2 separate regions of the Mus musculus genome follow, and region 1 is linked to region 2. A link is a contact called in public promoter capture Hi-C data. All regions are on one chromosome and are shown on one strand. Each heading gives the region's core, a stretch centred on a gene start, on an enhancer-like site or on the middle of the called end of the contact. The rest is flanking DNA. Distances are from core to core; before and after follow the strand shown.

Region 1 (2,954 bases), core at 55-2,554, 1.6 Mb after region 2:
TTGTTTTGTTTTCAGGAGAATACACAGTAGCACAGCTTGAAGTTAAATCCCTGTCAACTACTAAGTCACAGCAGAATAGCCAAGAGTTTAAAAAAAAAAAAAGCCCTCAATACAAGTAGACAGAAAGCAGAATCAGCAAGCAGATAGAGCCGAAGACAAAGAAGCAGGAAAGAGCAGAGCTAGGAGGCTTCAGATGCACTGGGTCACAAAGAGTGATATGAAGGTCGCAGCAGATGGGGCCCACTGCTGGTAGCGAGGCCATTCTGGGTAACAGTAAGTTCTCATGCAGACTGCCAGCAAAGGGAGCTCCAAAGTGAGTCTGGAATCCACAGAATCTGGCGGCCCTGCCAGCAAAGTACCAAGCAGATACCGGCCTATTCATCCTTACTTTAAATACCAACTTTAGTATAAGTTGCACACACCACAGTATATCAAAATCACACCAATTCAGGTCTGACTTCTACAGGCACTTTCCACTCGAGAACGGCCAAAACCCAGCTGACCTAAAGGAGAGCGCACACTAACAAAAAGCCCAAGACAGACCCCTCCACTGGTTTAGTTAATATAGATGTGATTGGGTCACTGAAACAGGCTTAAGTGGCATTTAACAAATCCTGTATTAATTCCTCAAAAAATAGCAATGTAACCAATTGGGGGTAGGAGGGGAGTTGGTTGGGTCCATCCTCCACACATTCTTCATCAACAAATGATAAGTAGGTCAAGGGTCAAATGGGCAAGCCTGGAATAACTTTGCTGGCATCTGCATCAGGATAAGCCTTAGTTGCTAGACTGGTCGTTCTGTAGGTTCCTGGAAAGAGTATATGAAAACATGCTGCAGGAGTGAAATTTCCTCATTGTCCTAAAGTTCATGGATGCTGACATTTAAACACCCCGAGTGTTTAGGTTTAAAGTGAACTGTGGGCACCTACAATTAACTACTCTCGGAGACTGACGGTCCCTAGAGAACAACTGTCCAGCATCACTGCCAGGCTGACCAGTCACTGGCGGTTTAGCTTTCCTTTCCACTGTCATGTTTAATTCAAAGCGCCAGCCACCGAGCACCGAGCACCAAGCGAGGCAGGCATGACCACACCTCTTGGAAAGCCAGGGAACGGGGTCTCTGCGGACCCCATCGAAGTGAATCACCGACCTGCGCTTCCCCCCGCATAGACTCCGGGGTTCCATAGGAGGTCTCACCTGCTCGCCCCGGTGATCAAAACCACCTTCCGCATCTTCCACGCCCTGCACCGAAGTAGAACTGCACCGGGGTTCTCTTAGCCTGAACCTTGATCCGTGACCACGCGCACCTCGACCAATCAAGGCTCGGCCCGGCTCCACCTCTCCTGCGTCATCCGGTCCGCGCGTTAGGCCCGCCAATCGCGACTCGGCATCTTCTCTCCACGCCCAGACCGGGTGAGGTGAGATAGGCCGAGGGGCGGAGCCACGTGACACAAGGGTCCTATAGCCAATCCAGGCAGTCGCCGCCCCCAGTCTGCGGCGGGGGCTTTGTTCTGAGTGAAGCAAGCGGGCGGCAGAGCTGGAGGTTTCACAAGGCTGCTGGGAGAGGCTTCGGTGCAGGAACCCAAGTCCAAGTTTGCTTCTTAGGATGTGTAAAGCATGGTCTTTAAGAAAGAGAACCTGGATTTCATTGAATTGTATTTATGTCGAATCACGAGTAAGTTAGCAATTTCAAGCTCTGAATGTGGAATGAAACCAGAGAATCTCAGAACGCTAAAGGAATGCGTACTGTCATCTCCTTCAGACCTCTCAGGTCGCTGTAATGAGCTTTATTTTCTCACTCTCTCTGCCTCTCTCTCTCTCTCTCTCTCTCTCTCTCGCTCGCTCGCTCTTTTTTTTTTTTTTTTTTTGTCTCCAAGCCATCCCAGATGAGTACTTTGGAGGGAGCAGAACTAGGTAATCAGGGAGGGGCAAATGCATACATTAAAACTCCCTTTTTTTATTAAGTTCAATTCGCATAAAAATACCCTGCGCAGCTGTTATAATCGTTATCCCAGCTTTCGCTACTTACAGATGATTAATATTGAGTGAAAGGACTAATACTCATATGATTGAACAAACTATTCCTCTTTCAGAGCTGTAATTACTAGGGATAGCCGTGATCCTAAATGATAACGTCTTTTCTGGGCTTTAATCTATATGTTTTGATTAATGATACCAACAAACTGCTAAAACTTAAGAAAACTGGTTGATCATTTCAACTGTTCTTAAAAGACAGTAACTTAACAAATTTTCTAAAGCCTTGAAGTGGAAAAAAAAAAAAATCCCTGATCTTGAGATTCCATACCCAAATGATCCTTTTTAAACCCTGGAGTTCAGAAGTGGCAGCAAAAGAACAGAGAAAACTGTGTGGCTCTCCCAAAGAAAGCTCACTTTTTAAAAAGAAATTGGAGAGCCTGGTGGGTGGGTTGGGTGGCAGACAGGTGTGTCCACACTGCACCCTAGGGTAGCATGAAAATGGCCCACCAGAAAACTGTAAACTTAATTAACATATTATGACGTTTATTTTGAGTTGTTTTTTTTTTTTTAAGTTCTCTTGTGCAATTATTAGCATGAACTCTGTGCATGAAAGCAACATCAGGAGTCTGCCTGGGTCCGAGAGGAGTTCAGCCTTACTACAGCCTCAGATGAGAACAGGAGTGGGACCAGCTCTGAGTTAGATGAAACCCAGAAGACTTCAGAGAAAGTCCTCTATCACTTCCAGCCCAGCCCAGTAAGGGAAACTGGGACTCTTCCTCCTTTTGTTCTACTCAAGTTGCTGCTTCCAAGGCTCTGTGACCGACAAGGGATGGACTGGACTATTAATCTAAAATGTTTAATTTTTAAAGTCATTTGTCATAGAGAGTCACAACCCCGAGCAATGAAAATATTTTTTAATTCATAGGTGAGTGTTGGGTTTTGGTTTGGTTTTGTTTTGTTTTTACCTCACTCCAAAC
Region 2 (2,955 bases), core at 225-2,724:
ACAAAAGCAACACACTGATGCATTTTTAATCTCAGTTTTATTTGCACCCAACTTTTTAATGTTAGTTTCTCAAATAGCTCCACAAGGAAGAAACCATATACGGCTCGGCTCGGCCTCCTGGGAAAAAACAGCCTTCAATACTAGGGAGGGCATCTGCAGTTTCTTGTAAACTCTAGAAAATTCTCTAAGCACCATTCTGATTACACGCTGAATTCAGTGAGATCACCCAACGTGATAACCTCATTGGTATTTCGTTTTTTTCTCCTCAGCCCCAGCTGGAGAATTTTTCCCCTCATTAAAATTAACAAGGTCAGTTTCCCAAGCTCAAGATACGAAGCAACTCCTGGTGGTGGGGTTTTGTTTCTTAAATTGAGCTACAGCTCTCTAAGTGCAGAGTTATACTAAGCGTCATTTACTTTATTGCTATGTAATAAGAAACCAAAATGGAAGGCCTTAGCCATCCTCCTAACACACCCTACACTTCAGCAACCACATGCAAACACGCACAGACCACACATCCCCCAACTCAGCCCCCAGGCTTCTCTGTCTTTTGGCCACAAGATAATCTCACTGCTCTTTAGAAGCAACAGCTTAGTGGAAGAAATTCAGAACTCAGAGGAAGGCTCGGTCACCCTGAGTGGCTGACAAAGTCACAGTGTCCGCAGGAAATAGGTTATAAGGTTAAAAGGTACAAGCCGAGAGGAGGGTTTTTGTCCCCCACAGGTGTGCGGAGTGGCCCCAGGTGACCAGATAGCTGAAGTGTAATGAGTCTCCACTGACAGTCAAAAGCCAGAAAGCAATTCTACCAAACACTTCAAAGAATACTATGTCAAAAAATAAAATGTGTGCTCAAAGCCACAATCCCCAATCGTGGGGAAATGGATGAAAGCAGGGAGGATCAACACCAAACTCATTGCTACACACATCTTACATTAACGAACGCATTGTTTAAAATGAATTTAAAAATCCAACTTTGTAAGCAAGATAAACACTACCGAGGTGGAGCAGCATACACACTTTGCGCTAGCTAGGCACACACAGACACCTTACTCCAAGCTGGAAGAAGCTTCATTTAGGGAGGCCACAGAGAAAGCAAGCAGCCCTGTCCAGGCACACCTCTCAGTCATCCTTTCAACAGGATCATCTGTGGCTAACCCAGCCACTTCCCTCTCTCCCTCCTCTCTGCACCCCTCCCCCCTACCATCACCACACAGGCGCTCGAGCGCGTGCGCGCGCGCGAACACACACACAATACACACATACACACGTGGACATACACACGTGTTTCAACACAAATAAAAGCTAACTGTAATTGAGATCAAAGAGGAAAGGAAGAGGAAAAGAAGATGCTGGAGACCAGCTCTGGGTGGAGGGGGTAGCTGCTGGTTTGTGGAGGCCATTTCCCTAGGCCAGGCTGGGAAGGGGGAGCTCCCTCGCGGCTGCCATTGTTGGCTGATCAAAGTCCAATCAGAAAGTAAGGGAGGAAACTCCGCCAGCCTCATGTGATCTGTACAGGAAGCCAAGTGTACAGAAAATGAGCTGTGTTTGTGAATAAGGCGCACCAAGACATCTTTACTAAGCATGGCAGGCAGAGAGAGAGAGAGAGAGAGAGAGAGAGAGAGAGAGAGAGAGAGAGAGAGAGAGAGAGAGAGAGAGAGAGAGAGAGAAACACTGACTCTCTATTTGAAGCTGTACCATAACAAGCCTTAATAAGTTAATGCAAAAAGCCTCCCAAGGAGTCTGGCTATAGGAGACACAGGTCTCTACTGAATCAAAATTCTGTTATGTTGTAATATAATAGATGTAAATTAAAACAGAAAATCTATCATGCCTCTAATGTACCCTGATAGCTGAGTCTGTGGATCCGGACGAGCAGAGGCACCCGGAGGAAGGGTGATATATGGCGGAGCTGGATGGAGGGTGAAAAGCGTGGCGAGATGAGCGGGAGAATGGCGCAGCCCGCTTGCGCTCCTCAGACCCAAGGGCAAGAGACGAATAAATGTTGATTAGTGTTGATTTTGTCCGACAAACGCCTGTCGAGTGACAGTTGGGCTAAGCTGCACTGAAAGAGAACCATTAATCTTGGTCTGGTTTAAGTAGAGTATATTAATTTGTGTCATTTTTACTAAGTCGCGCTGAGAAAGGCCTCTCGCTGCTTTGCATCTGACTGCTTTGGTGGTTGAGCCTTAATCCCCCTCCCCTCCCCCCCAACCCCACCCCCCGTTTTCTAAAACAGATACTACGGTGGCAGCGGTGGCAGCAGCAAATTCAAATGGCACAGCAGGGGAGCAGGGGACTGAGAGCTCCTCTCTTGGATTAAGAAAGTAAACTCCCAGGGTGTTGGCATGGCAACAGCATTGCAGATGAACTGCTATATATTCAGTGATTAATAAATTAACATTTTTTACAGTTGTTCCTCCGTTTCTCTCCACCCCCACCTTCACAATAACCCCCCTCCCCCATACACACTTCACCCTTCTCTAAGCTGCATCTCTTGCCTCAGTGTAGGGGAAGGAAAGAAGAGGAGCCGACACAGCTTGTGAGTTTGTGCCAGCCCACGACTGCTGTCTCTACAGACCTACAGCAAGGCCTCTGGTCACTTAGGATGCTGTCAGCGGGCAGTGGGACCAGCAGACAGATCCATGAAGAAACCCATGCCTGTGCTTCATTGGACAGGGCGCCAAGCGAGAGATGTTGCCAGCAGCATGCCCTAGCCCCAAGCTTGGGTCTTTCAAGCCCTGGCAGGCTAGGAAATAAATGAGAGATCTTCTCTCCACAGAACTGTCCCTCAATGTCAGTGATAGAATGGGGATAACTAGCTTCCCATAGGTGTGTTACACACACACACACACACAACACACACAACACAACAAAACAAAAAAAACCAACAAGCAAACAAAAAACCTTGCATCACGGGGTGGTGTGAGTGTATAGACAGAGAGCTGATATTTCTTC

The links. Promoter capture Hi-C pulls out the DNA fragments that hold promoters and counts their contacts.
Region 1: a contact with region 2 is called in a promoter capture Hi-C map of liver, with 2.5 times the contacts expected there. The contact joins the promoter of Hsd17b7 here to the enhancer-like site in region 2. A contact is called at or near these places in 3 of 39 promoter capture datasets (embryonic stem cells, hippocampal neurons and liver), 2 of 115 datasets of contacts at active chromatin or transcription factors (astrocytes and stem cell-derived neural progenitor cells) and 1 of 9 other capture datasets (embryonic stem cells).

The regions. Positions count from the first base shown.
Region 1 is chr1:169,967,901-169,970,854 of GRCm38.p6, forward strand. Hsd17b7 (hydroxysteroid (17-beta) dehydrogenase 7) reads right to left here and starts at 1,305. Exons shown (of 9, transcript NM_010476.3): 1 at 1,198-1,305. The coding sequence starts at 1,232. 3110045C21Rik (RIKEN cDNA 3110045C21 gene) reads left to right here and starts at 1,509. Exons shown (of 3, transcript NR_040438.1): 1 at 1,509-1,675; 2 at 2,550-2,902.
Region 2 is chr1:168,355,902-168,358,856 of GRCm38.p6, forward strand. All of the region lies in intron 2 of Pbx1 (pre B cell leukemia homeobox 1), which reads right to left. Gm51671 (a long non-coding RNA gene) reads left to right here. Exons shown (of 2, transcript XR_003948152.1): 1 at 1-2,955. Among named protein-coding and RNA genes, the nearest start is that of Gm51671, 11 kb to the left of the region's middle. Within about 2 kb of position 1,475, at least 82 of the 459 cell types and tissues checked have an H3K27ac peak or open chromatin away from gene starts, as enhancers often do. A contact at or near this core is called in astrocytes, embryonic stem cells, hippocampal neurons and 2 more, where this site is marked.